Regions from separate parts of the Mus musculus genome. Here regions 1 and 3 are each linked to region 2. A link is a contact called in public HiCAR-type and HiChIP or PLAC-seq data. All regions are on one chromosome and are shown on one strand. The core of a region is the stretch at or near the end of the contact, and the rest is flanking DNA. Distances in the headings are between cores, read along the strand shown. Region 1 holds the start of Wdr11 (WD repeat domain 11). Region 2 holds the start of Plpp4 (phospholipid phosphatase 4). Region 3 has its middle 16 kb from the start of Wdr11.

Evidence for each region. HiCAR-type assays count read pairs that join an accessible place to other places. HiChIP or PLAC-seq counts read pairs in DNA pulled down with a chosen protein or histone mark.
Region 1: a HiCAR-type map of astrocytes shows a contact between it and region 2, with 2.2 times the contacts expected there. The contact joins the promoter of Wdr11 here to the promoter of Plpp4 in region 2. A contact is called at or near these places in 4 of 39 promoter capture datasets (embryonic stem cells, hippocampal neurons and stem cell-derived epiblast-like cells), 2 of 484 Hi-C or Micro-C datasets (embryonic stem cells and nephron progenitors), 2 of 115 datasets of contacts at active chromatin or transcription factors (astrocytes and oligodendrocyte precursor cells) and 2 of 9 other capture datasets (adipose tissue and liver).
Region 3: a contact with region 2 is called in an H3K4me3 HiChIP or PLAC-seq map of forebrain, with 4 times the contacts expected there. The contact joins the enhancer-like site here to the promoter of Plpp4 in region 2. A contact is called at or near these places in 3 of 39 promoter capture datasets (cranial neural crest, embryonic stem cells and stem cell-derived epiblast-like cells), 1 of 484 Hi-C or Micro-C datasets (nephron progenitors) and 3 of 115 datasets of contacts at active chromatin or transcription factors (embryonic forebrain, forebrain and oligodendrocyte precursor cells).

What each region holds. Positions count from the first base shown.
Region 1 is chr7:129,590,578-129,594,343 of GRCm38.p6, reverse strand. Wdr11 (WD repeat domain 11) reads right to left here and starts at 2,481. Exons shown (of 29, transcript NM_172255.3): 1 at 2,281-2,481; 2 at 1,257-1,368. The coding sequence starts at 2,366.
Region 2 is chr7:129,255,136-129,259,125 of GRCm38.p6, reverse strand. It overlaps Plpp4 (phospholipid phosphatase 4), which reads right to left and starts at 2,032. Exons shown (of 7, transcript NM_001080963.1): 1 at 1,957-2,032. The coding sequence starts at 2,012.
Region 3 is chr7:129,574,149-129,577,969 of GRCm38.p6, reverse strand. No RefSeq gene overlaps it. Among named protein-coding and RNA genes, the nearest start is that of Wdr11, 16 kb to the left of the region's middle. Within about 2 kb of position 2,234, at least 31 of the 459 cell types and tissues checked have an H3K27ac peak or open chromatin away from gene starts, as enhancers often do. A contact at or near this core is called in forebrain, where this site is marked.

The DNA of each region.
Region 1 (3,766 bases), core at 1,232-3,731, 330 kb before region 2:
CTGAAGTTAGAGGTCCTGGCCAATGCAATATGGAAAGAAAAACAAAAATAAGCAAGTGGAAATTACTGAATTAAATTGCTCTGGTTAGCAGATGTCATGGTTATATCTATGTCTAAAAATCCAGCCCAAAATTACTAGTTCTAATAAGTAAGTTTATCAAGACCATAGGACATAAGTGAATATGTCCTATGATATAGTTTCCCTCAACTTCATACCAAATACAAAAATTAACTTAAAATTTATCAAGGACTGAAATAAAAAGCTAAAAATAAACTTGTAAATTGCTTGATGTTGGAGAAACCAGTGATTCCTTGGATATAGCACAAATAAATGGAAAAGTAAAATAAAGAATAAATTATATCAAAATTAAAACCATTTGTTCTTGAAAAGGCACTGTCAAAAGAAATGAAAAGAAGACCAAATAATAAGAGAAAATATCTGCAGGTTATGCGTCTGATAAGGGGCTCATTCAGGTCACGATTTAATAGTAACAAGGCAACACATTTCAAAGTGGGCCAAGAATCAGAGTAGGCATTTTTCTTAGTTACTTAATTACTAATGTGAACAGACACCATGACCAAGGCAGCTCTTATAAGGACAACATTTAATTGGGGCTGGCTCACAGGTTCTGAGGTTCAGTCCATTATCATCAAGGCTGGAGCATGGCAGAGTCCAGGCAGGCATGGTGCAGGAGGAGATGAGAGTTCTACATTTTCATTTGAAAGCTGCTAGTAAAACACTGACTTCCAAGCAGCTAGAATGAGGGTCTTAAAGCCCACATCCACAGTGACACACCTACTCCAACAGGGCCACACCTTCTAATAGTGCCACTCCCTGGGCCGAGCATATACAAACGGTCACAGGGCTTTTACAAAGACACACAAATAACCAGCAAGTCTATGAAAAGATGTTCATGAAATCACAGATTATATTCGCCATGAAATCACAAATCAAAACCACAGTGTGACTCACACCCACAAAGACAGTTACACTTTATATTTTCTTAGCACATGGTAGTCAGTGTTCAAAACTAATGGATGAGGGGGTGCTATGGTAAATGACAGAACTGGTATTTCCACTCACCTTTTCAAAGTGCCCCAGAACTAGCACTTAACAATGTATTCTGGATTGACATTAAGTCATGGGTATGTAAATGCTAGGCAACCCTAGATAATTGTATTTATATCTATGACTTAATGAGAACCTGATGACGTATTAAACTTGAGGTTATGGGGCTGATGTGTGACTTAACTTACCTTAACAATATCAGCTTTATGTTTTTCTAGAACTTGTAGAGTTTGGGCAGTATTGGAATCGATCACTACCACCAGTGAATGGCATCCATATGCAATTAAACCTTGCCAGCCCCTGGCGAAACAAGTGTTAAAATATAAAACAAAGCGACTCAACTTTGCCTATCATAAACAAATCTAGTTCACATGTGCCATTATTAGTAGTACTTCTTAAAGTGAAAGGCTTGTGATATTGTTCCATTTACAAAACACCCCCAGCTAAGTTTACAAATATTTATTGAGACTCATTTTCACTCAGATCAACAGTTCTAAAAGATATCTACAAAGAGCTCTGATGTGCAAAACCAATCTGGGCTGGTTTTGTATGAACACATGCTGTCTTATTCAGCATTTAATAACATTTATTTTTTATAACAACATAGAATCCACAATGCCCCTAGGATGAGTGACTAGTCTTAGTCCTTTCAATCAGATAAAAAAGTACATGAGAGGTCTCAGCCTCCGCAGCAACATTCCTAGCACAACAGTAATAGGATTTGCCTCACATGGTTAGTTCTCAGAACCTGGGTGTTATTTCACTGTGGAAAGAGAACTGGCTGTGGAGGCCGTGCTTCACGGGAACCAGTAAAGATAAAAGTGGGAGTAGGTAAGTGACAGGACACAGTTTGGGGCATTGTTGAATGCATCTAAGTGAAAAAGAGGAGTCTGAAAGAGTAAGAAAGAGTCAGGACCAGGAAGAGAAAAGGAGACAAGGAGAGAAGCCCTCCCGGGTGCAGGCTGGGGAAGAGGAAATGGGGACAGTAAAGGAATGAGATGCGGAGAAAGAACCCAGGACTGAAACTGTCTGCACCGAGGACCTGCCGGCTCCAGGCATTTGCGACTTATAGGACAACACAAATGTCTCAACTAAAAGCAAATCTGCGAGCTGTGGGACGCTGGCCGCGGTCTAGGCGAGGAAAACCGGAAGCCCAGTGTTCTTCCCCGTCCCCTCGCGAACTGCGGCCGAGGCCGGAAGCACTGCCCTCACCAGTCCACCGCCGCCTTGTTGTGCGCGTTGAGAGCCCCGGTGAGGGTGCGCGCTGACACCTTGAAGTTTACGGTGTAGGGTAACATCGCGGCGGCACCCCGGCCCTCCCCACCGGCAGGCAGGAAGCGACACGAGCAGCTCTTCCGTTCCAAAGTCCGGGTAGTCGCGTCCGCGCCAGCAGTTGGGTTCCGTGAAATCCCAGGTTCCTCCTTCCAATAGTCCGTCGTCTCTCCAGGAACTAGGACTTCTAGGTTCCTCCCTCTCCAAAGTTCCGAAACTCAAGTGAATCCCATGGAGTGTGGGTTGGAGCTAAGCATGGAAGAGGGGTTCTGCTACCAGTCGCATCTGCTTTCTTCCTTTTGGGAGAAAGATTGCTGGAAATCGTGAAAACAAAACAATAAAACTCCCAGTTTGCTTTTCTGCCTTTGATATGTTAATTTAGGGCAACTACCATTGCCAGCCACTGTTTGTTGTAGAAGGGTCCTGCATGAGAAGACACAGTGACTGTCTACTCACTAATGCTCACTAATGTTTGTTCTCTTTTTATTATGTGATAACTATCCTGGCTAATAGGGTTTGCATAACTCGCTCCCAAAGGACCATGTATTAAAAAACGTGATTTTCCCTACTTTAGGAAGAAGGGCCCATTGGGAGGTTTTTAGATCACTAGGAGAAGCGCCCAGGTTGGGGTGGGAGGTGCTGTTGAAGGGAATTGTTGGACCCTGGTCTTTTCCTCCTTATTTTTTGTGGCCCATGAAGTGAAAGGTTTTGCCATCTTGCTGTGCATCGTCACCATGGTATAGGTTCAAGAACAATGGGGCAAACCAGGCATGGACTAGAAGCTCCGAGATATTGTCCTTTAGAGACTGAGTATCTCGGGTGCTTGTTTCAGATTTGGAAATCTGGCCAACACACAAGTGAGGTGAGGAAGACTCAGTGAGTAAAGATGTTGAGTGTCTTTTAGCAGCAATTTAGCCATTTGTAATTATTTTTAAAAATACCCTATTGGGATATTTTAGCTCACTTTGTCTTTTCACTTCTGAGTTATAAGTATTCTTCGTTTATTATAAATTGAAGTTCCTTTTCATATATATATACATATATAATGTTTATTAAAATATACAAAAGTATGTGTTGAATAAACATATAATATAGAAATATATTTTATGATATGTATATTATATGATATATAGCACAATACATTATAGAAATTATATATTATAATATGTAGTATTATAAAATATACATACATAATATAAATACATACTATGTTTATATATAGATTATATTACAATATTTATATATAAGATTTATATTAAAACATATAAGATGTATATAAAAAAACCACTGTCGTTCCATAAATGTCAACATGAACCTTGAGTCAATTGGCTACGCAAATATTCCCAGCAAAGTCAAAGGCTGCAGTTAAGAGGACTTAAGTGTGTTCTCCAGCACCAGAGTGAGACAGCTCACAACCACCTGTAAT
Region 2 (3,990 bases), core at 783-3,282:
AATCAATGTCCATATGTATCCTGTGGTGGCAGGTGATTATAGATCCCGCACTAAAGAACACAGGAGGGGCCTTTGGGGAAAACACTGAAAAGTGATGGGTGATTTCATTGGTTGGTTGGTTGGTTGGTTAGTTGTTTTGTTTTTTACATGATGTTCTTAGAAAAAGCCAGACACACAAACAAAATTTACCAAGTTTTCTAATTCACTAAACGAGCCATTGTAGATTTGAAAACATCTCATACGTGTTTGGAAGACTGTTTGAAAGGAAATGTGAAAACATATAAATATTTTGCATGTGGTTAGACCCTTTTAAAATAAATCTTCCCGGAAGCAATTAAAGCAGAGAGCCTTCTAGCCTATTTCATGTTATTCCTGCATTACTTTTGTACAGACATTCCCCCCCCAACAAATGTTAGATTCTACCATGCACTAACCATCAGTCTATCATTTTTAACACCTAATCATTGAGTGGGGTTTTAGCCTATCTGCCAACCCAAAACTGCCCCCCATGCAATCAACCGGCAGCCAGGCCTTTGAAGGTTTACTCCAAAGGTAGAAAGACAGAGAGAAAGAAGGGGGAGGGGCTTGATTCTTTTCATATGCATCAAGATCCAACTGAAGTTCCTTCTCCCTGTTCCCAGTGAATAACACTAGTGTTCAGGCAGAAAGGGGAGGGGGTGGCCCACATCTGGAAAGCTCCTAGTCTTTTCTGATGGTATGAATGAATCCTCAGGATGAATTTAATCCCTAATTTAAACGCATGTGCGCGCGCGCGCACACACACACACACACACACAATAAATAAATAAATAAAATTTAAAAAGCATTCCTTTCTATGCATATACCCCAAGGTGCAGAAGTAGTCTTTTATACTACACACTTGCCTACCTGCCATGGTTGGGGCAGAAATTTATTGGGAGGGGTGCTTCTTGATTGCCTTGATGGGACACACACACACACACACACACACACACACACACACCAAGACTCCAGTAAATCGAGAAAGTCCGTGCAACTTTAATATATAAAATGTGTCAGCCAGCCATGGGTAGGAAAGAGAAAACCTGACCTACTACTGGGGGTAACAGTGCAGATGTGTCAGCCGTGGTAACCCGCAGTTACCCCCTTGGTAACTTAAGGCTACCTGCTAGGTGGGTTTGAACCCAAGAGACTAGAAAGCCGAGAAAGCTCCTTGGGGGAGCCCGAGCACAGACATTTCTGAAGAAATGGCACCAGGCTCCCTCCTTTTTTCCGAAATGACTATTCCTAGGTGCCACCTGAACATTTCAATGCTGTCCCCAAAGGGCTTCTGCCAGTCACATGTAAAAGGAGCTCCTGGTGTTCTGAGCCCCGCAGCCTGCTGCAGATCCTGACCTGCTCAACCCTCCATGGCAACAGTTTTCCAGGCAGAGAAGTAACGCAGACACCTATTTGAGGCTCTGTAGGGCTGTCAGTTCAGGAACCAGGGACATAGAAGGAGACCTAGGCTGACCCTGGCTGCCTGGGCACAGCATGGGGTGTCGGGAGAAGGGGCCAAGAGTAAAAACTGCCATCATCAGCTTCAAAGATCACAGGAGAGAGAGAAACTTCCCTAGGGCACGAGCCAGGCTGCCTGTCCTGGTCTTAAGGAGCAGCCTAAATTCCAGGGACAGGTGTGCGCGGGGCTGGTGAAAGGATCAGACTTGGGGCATCGGAGCTAGGGCCGCCAGACTTGCTTCCAGACTAGGAGCTACTACGGAAGCAGGTCTCAGTCCTGGGCATGCTAGGATTACTGTGCGCTGAGGGTCCCAAGAAAAGGAGGAGAGGATTTCTTTTGATCCCGTATGGAACATCCCCGGCACCAACCAAGGAGGGAATCTCGAACCCAGGCCCCGGCGAGACACAGCAGCGCAAACAAAGTTGGGGCTCCCAGAGGCTGAGTCTTTAGGTCCCCTCCCGCGGTGCACCACTACTTACACAAAGACCCCGAAGAGAAGGGCTCGCACCCCGATCTCGATGGCCAGCTCCCGCATGGTGCAGCCGGAGTAGCTCCCGCAGCGGCAGCTGGCGCTGTCCGTGGCTCCCACGGCTCGGCCGGAGCGGCTCTCCGGAGCCTGGGCGGTGAGGGAGGCGCGCTGCAGGCCGCGGGCGGGGGCGGGAGGCGGGCGCGGGGTGGGGGCGGCGGGGAGGGCTCAGTCCCAGCCTCCCGCTCTGGGCTCCCGGACACCCAGACACCAGCCTCTTCAGGTCCCACTCCTGATAACGCCGATCAGGGGCGCGTCAGGGACTCACTGCTCACTTGCGATCAGTGCTGTTTCTGTGTCCTGGGTTTGCGCCTGGCGCCCAGGACCCAGGAGGGGAAGCCTGGGGGATGCCCTGCTGTCGTCGCCGCCGCCTCCCTCCCGGCGCGCTGCGCGGCTTCCCGGCTACTGGGCCGCCCCTGGGCTCCGCGCCCAGCAGCACGCTCCGCCGGCGGCCGCTGCGCGCCTCCTCTCCAGCCTGCGACTCCTGCTCTGGCTCTCTGCTCTTTCTTCGCACACCCGCACGTGGACATGGAGATGGGCGCTTTGGGGATTCTCTCACACTCAGGACAGCCCTGGCATTCTCTGGCTCCACCTGGGAGCGCTTCTTCCTTTCTGCTTTCTGACCCTCTTAGGTCTTACCAACCTCAGATTTTCTTTTCCCCACCCCTGATTCTAGAAAGTTCCCAGAAGATTGCTCCCAATCTTTGCTTTCTCTCAGAAGGTGCCAGACTGGAATACAAAAACCCTGACACAAACTGAGGGCCAATGTGAACTTGGTCCCCGCCCTCTTATGCCACCATTGTTATGTAGTATCTGAGGACCCTCTCCTCTCCTCCAGCATCCTCCAACACCATCAGTGGCTTGGGGCTGCTGTGCTGTGGATATGAACAGCAGCTCTCTTAGCATCCCTGCCTGCACATAGCAGGCTATCATCAGGCAACAAGTAGAAGCAGGAGCCTTGGTCTCAGTACTCAGTCAGAAATTCAAATATAAATAAATGGTGGCCTGGGGGTGACAACCACAAGCCTGGGACCGGCGGCTTGGTCTTGGCTTTGCATTTGCATCACCCGTAGAAGTCATTAATCATACTTGTAGGGTTGTCTCTGGGGAACTTGGATCTTTCTTGGATTCTAGGAAAGACCTCTCAGGATTTTGTGAGCAGGGATGGATTAGAAGTTGGCTCCCGGTCCTGGGGATCTAGATTTCCCACTTGGACCCAAGTAGGAGTAGGTAGAAAGCAGACCCTGTTGCCAATGGCACATGCCAGCCCTTAGACAGCTGAGCCCAGGCGCCTCAGTGGGGAGGGATCCAGGCTGTGTGGAAGGAACACCATCCCAGCAATTGAAGATACAGAAGCAGTGTCTGCTGTCTGTGGAGGGCTTTGGCACGTGAGCAGTGCATGTATAGATCATCAGGCACATGGGATATCATGTTCAGGGAGACCAGGAGAGATGTGGAAGGAGGAGGAAGTGGCTCTGTTCTCCATGACTTGGGCCTAGCATTCCTATGAAGACAACTCTCTTCCCACAGCTTGACCAAGTTGTACCGGAAACCCTACGGCTGAGGTTGCCCGGTAGCTGTGTTCTGAGTGGAGTGATAACAAGAATGCGAGCAGAGACTTCACTTAACTGTAAGCATTAACCAGGCAGCTGTGCAAAGTGGGGTGCTGGATGCTAGGACTCATAATGTATTTCGCCCTGGAGAAGAGGGGTTCCACCAATCACACAGAGAAGTAAGACAAGATTAGGTGGGTGGTGAGGACCTCCTTGTGGCAGTCCTACCTACTCACCAGAGTCTATAGCAGAGACTACAATTGTGAATCTTATGTTTACGTTGTATTTGCTGTCTATTTGAGGCACCATCTCACTTCAATCACACTGACCTCAAAATCTCTGTAGCTTACATTGGCCTTGAACTTCTGACCTTCCTGCCTCTGCCTTCCAAAGCTGGGCTTATAGGTATGTGCGATTGCCATGTCAGGATGAAG
Region 3 (3,821 bases), core at 985-3,484, 320 kb before region 2:
GAACAATATGTTTACTGTAACTATTTAGAACTAGCATAATTTTGCAGCAAGATGAGCAAAGTGGGTGCATATGCTGCCCCCTTTCCTCCATTCACATCTAAATGTAAATGAGTCGAAAGTTTTACTTTAAAAACATCCTCAGATACATTCTTCTTCAATTAGAAAGAGATTTACTCGAAGATTTTAATTAGCAGCAGTAATTGCCTGTGACTCAGCTTCTAATCAACCATGACCCAGTAGAGCATGGAAGCCCATGTCTGGGAAGGGGTTCCCCTTCACAGTGCTCTGTCTCTAGGAAAATAAAAAAAATATCAAGGAGTAAATGAAAACTGCCCCTAGTCTTGTGGTTATTTTTTTTTCCTGTTTTAGTGTTTTTGTGGTTTTTGTTTTAATTTCTCTTTGGAACTCAAAATCAAACCTTCTAGTTAAGTTCATGAGCACGTTGGGAGCATAACAGAAGCTTACTGGGTCAGTAGTGGTAGGGGGTCTAAAAGTGCAGTTAAGTGTGGACTATTTGGGGAGCAAAGGCATGGAAGAGGCTGCGGGAAGACTGACATCTTTTGAGAGGAATTGGCTTCCTCCCTATTTAGAGGCCATGACACTGATAAACTGTTAGTTTGTGACCTTGAAGTAGGACACCCAAACCATCCCTGTATCTCTTCAATCAAAAATGAGAACGAACGTGCCATGGGTCCCTCTTTCCTTCAGAGACACAGTGGCGGCTATGGGTGTAGAGCAGCATTCTCTGACTAATACAGGGAAGGACGGGTGGTGCTTTTTCCTGAGAGCTTCTAAGGGGGTTTGCCACTGAATCACATTTTCTTTGCCATGGTCCTAAACTCTCTGCCTCACTGTCACAAAACACAATCTCTTCTCTTTACACATGGCAAATCGGATCAACAGCCCAACAGGTTCTTATACTTCAGTTTGATAGGGACCCTGGGCTGGCTGTGGAGAAAGCCAGAACTTCCCAGGTATTAGTGGCAAACTGTAGAGTGGAAGAGGCTTCTGGAGTCATAAGGGGACCTGAAGGTCTCTGGTTTGGAAGGTGGCCCTCAGGCACCCACTCTTGATTCCAATCTTGTTTTCTCATCCCACACCCCCTCCCACCCCAGGCTACTCTTTCCTTACCATCCACAAGTCATTTGTGGACTTGTGGAATCTCCTAAATTCCAGGCTTTAGTCCGGCAAGTTTGGGGAGAAGTATCCCTTTGCACAGGTCCTGCTTGTTGGGTAATGTCAGAAAGCCGAGAGAGGACGCAACACGCCCAGAGGCCCAGCATACCATGATTCTGGTCTCTTTATCTTGTTCTCTACATGCTATGACTCTGAAGAGAGAAGCATCATTTCTAATCATTCTTCCATAAACTGAAGACACTCAATATAGAATTCCAGAAATTGGCATTTAGACTATTATTAAAATACGTGCTTTGGCTGGTCAGTGGTGGCACACTCCTTTAATCCCAGCACTTGGGAGGCAGAGGCAGGCAGATTTCTGAGTTCGAGGCTAACCTGGTCTACAGAGGGAGTTCCAGGACAACCAGGGATACATAGAGAAACCCTGTCTCAAAACAACAACAACAACAAAACCATAAAGACATGCTTTACAGTTTGGACACACATCTCCATGCAGGACTGATGGCGGTGAAGACAGGAGAAGCTGGATTTGAAGCAGGAGCCCACCCGATCTTGGAAGAGGGGGACATCCTGGTAGGAGAAGGTCCCCCTTCCCACAGTGACCAGCTCTTGCTGCCACAGAGAAGTTGTGTTTTAGGATGCCTTTGCCAACAACTCCCAGAGGATTCCTATGTTATTTGCAGGATCCTGATATAATTCCCCTCAAATCCATCTACTTAATTAGTGACCCAGCTAATAGAGTAATCAAAATGAACTCCCAGAAGTCATGGCTGTGCTGTGTTAGAGAAAAGAAGTATGCAGAGAAGTTATTTCAGGGAAAAAAAGTCACGAGTGTTGACTAATTATAGCAACTTCTCTTATTAGATAAACAATCTTGTTTCATAAGATCGGGGCTGTTCCATTGCTCAGCGGAGACAAGCTGGCTAAAGTAGGTTATTTTTCTGCTCACAGTCAGGTGATAATTACTCAAGCAATGATTATTTGTAGGGCAAAAATACATAGGAAGTCCAAGTAATTTAGGAGAGCTTCCCCTGTCATCACTAGAAATGTATGTCCTTGTTCATACTGCTACCAGCGTAGCCCTAAAGCATAGTTCTGTTTAAAGCCACCCTCAGACCTGGTCCATAGCAATGGCGATTCCTGCTTCACAGACTTGGGGAAATGAAGGTGCTCCTTATCTTACAGGAGTGTGATTCGGAAACTACAGGGAATCAGAGCCATCGCTAACCCAGCCTCAGAGCTGCAGGCTCTCCAGCTCCATCTGTCTATTAATACGTGCGAGGATGTCTCAGCTGACATCTGCAGGTCTAAGACATTCACCCCTTAGCTAATGGCCTGGGCCCCTGGGGTGCTCAGCCTGACCACCCATGCCTTTTTTTTGAAGTGATTATGAGTGAACATTTGGCTTTGTGTTCTTTGTTTTTTGAAATGACAACAGCATGCTTTTCTCTCTAATTAGCAATCATTGCCTGCTGCTAGGAGTCAAAGCAGAGGATCTGGCTGGTGCTCTGTCTCCATGCCAGGCTCTGTGAAGTGCAAATACCTCTTCCCTCCCAGAGCGCTCTAAGTGACACCCCCACCCTGCCTCTCTTCATCACTGCATTTCTTCCATGCAGCAAAAGTCACAGAGCAGCAGCCCAGGAGCCAGATAGCCAAAATCATCCTGGTGAGAAAATCACTTGGGGGTTTGCTTGGAGGCCCTTGGCTACTTTGGATTTGCTGAAAGAGTCAGTCTAGCCTGGGCTTTTCTATCTGTTTATCTGCCTTTTTTGTATTCATCTATTTCCTCCCATCTATCATCCATCTATCTACCCATCATTCTATCTTTTTTCTGTTGATATAAAAGTAACATCATAAAATTTCCCCCTTAGAATTGTAGAATTCCATGCTCTTTATATTCCCAGACCTTATTAATAATTGCTTCTGTATTTCAAAACATGTTCATGGCCTTCGAAATATATCCTGTACCTATGAACAATCTTTCCACACTTAAAAAAGATTTCTCCATGCCTCAGCCCCTGACAAGTGCTGATCTACTTCCCATCTCTGTGGGTTTGCGTATTTCCTTTCTCAAGTTCCAGTGAGCTGCTTAGTTGCCTCTTGTTCGTTAGCAGTCATGAAAAAGGAGAAATGAAAGCCCAGAGAAAGGATGGAAGGCCAGAGAAATCTGGGCAGTGCTCTATGCAAACTTTTAATGGACAGAGAAGTGATTTGTTTGCATGATCACGTGTCATCTAGTAACAGAGATGCCATGTGAGAACTGCATCGCAGTGCACTTTCATTGCTGTACACTATCACAGAGTGTATTGATAAGATGGCTACAATGTCATCTTAGGAAATACAAACATACAGGATGACAGCCTGTTATTTGACTCTTCTTTCGAAGAGAAATTGTGATAGAAGCTCAGCATGGCAGTATAGCAATGTCTCAAGTTATAGGACATCCTGGGCTGTATCAAGGTCTTTCCAAAACACACCAACAAGAACTTCTTGAAGCCAGAAAGAAATTCCACTGTCAGAGATGGGCTACCGTCCACCCCTGTGTGTTGTTGACCAAGGAGGCTGCTAAGGGTCCCAAAACAATAGTTTTTTTTTTTTTTTGCCTCTGCTGTTGATTACCAACTAGAGCCAGATGTTAAGTCTCTATTGCTGAATACATCACAGACTTGGTTGCAAGACATAGA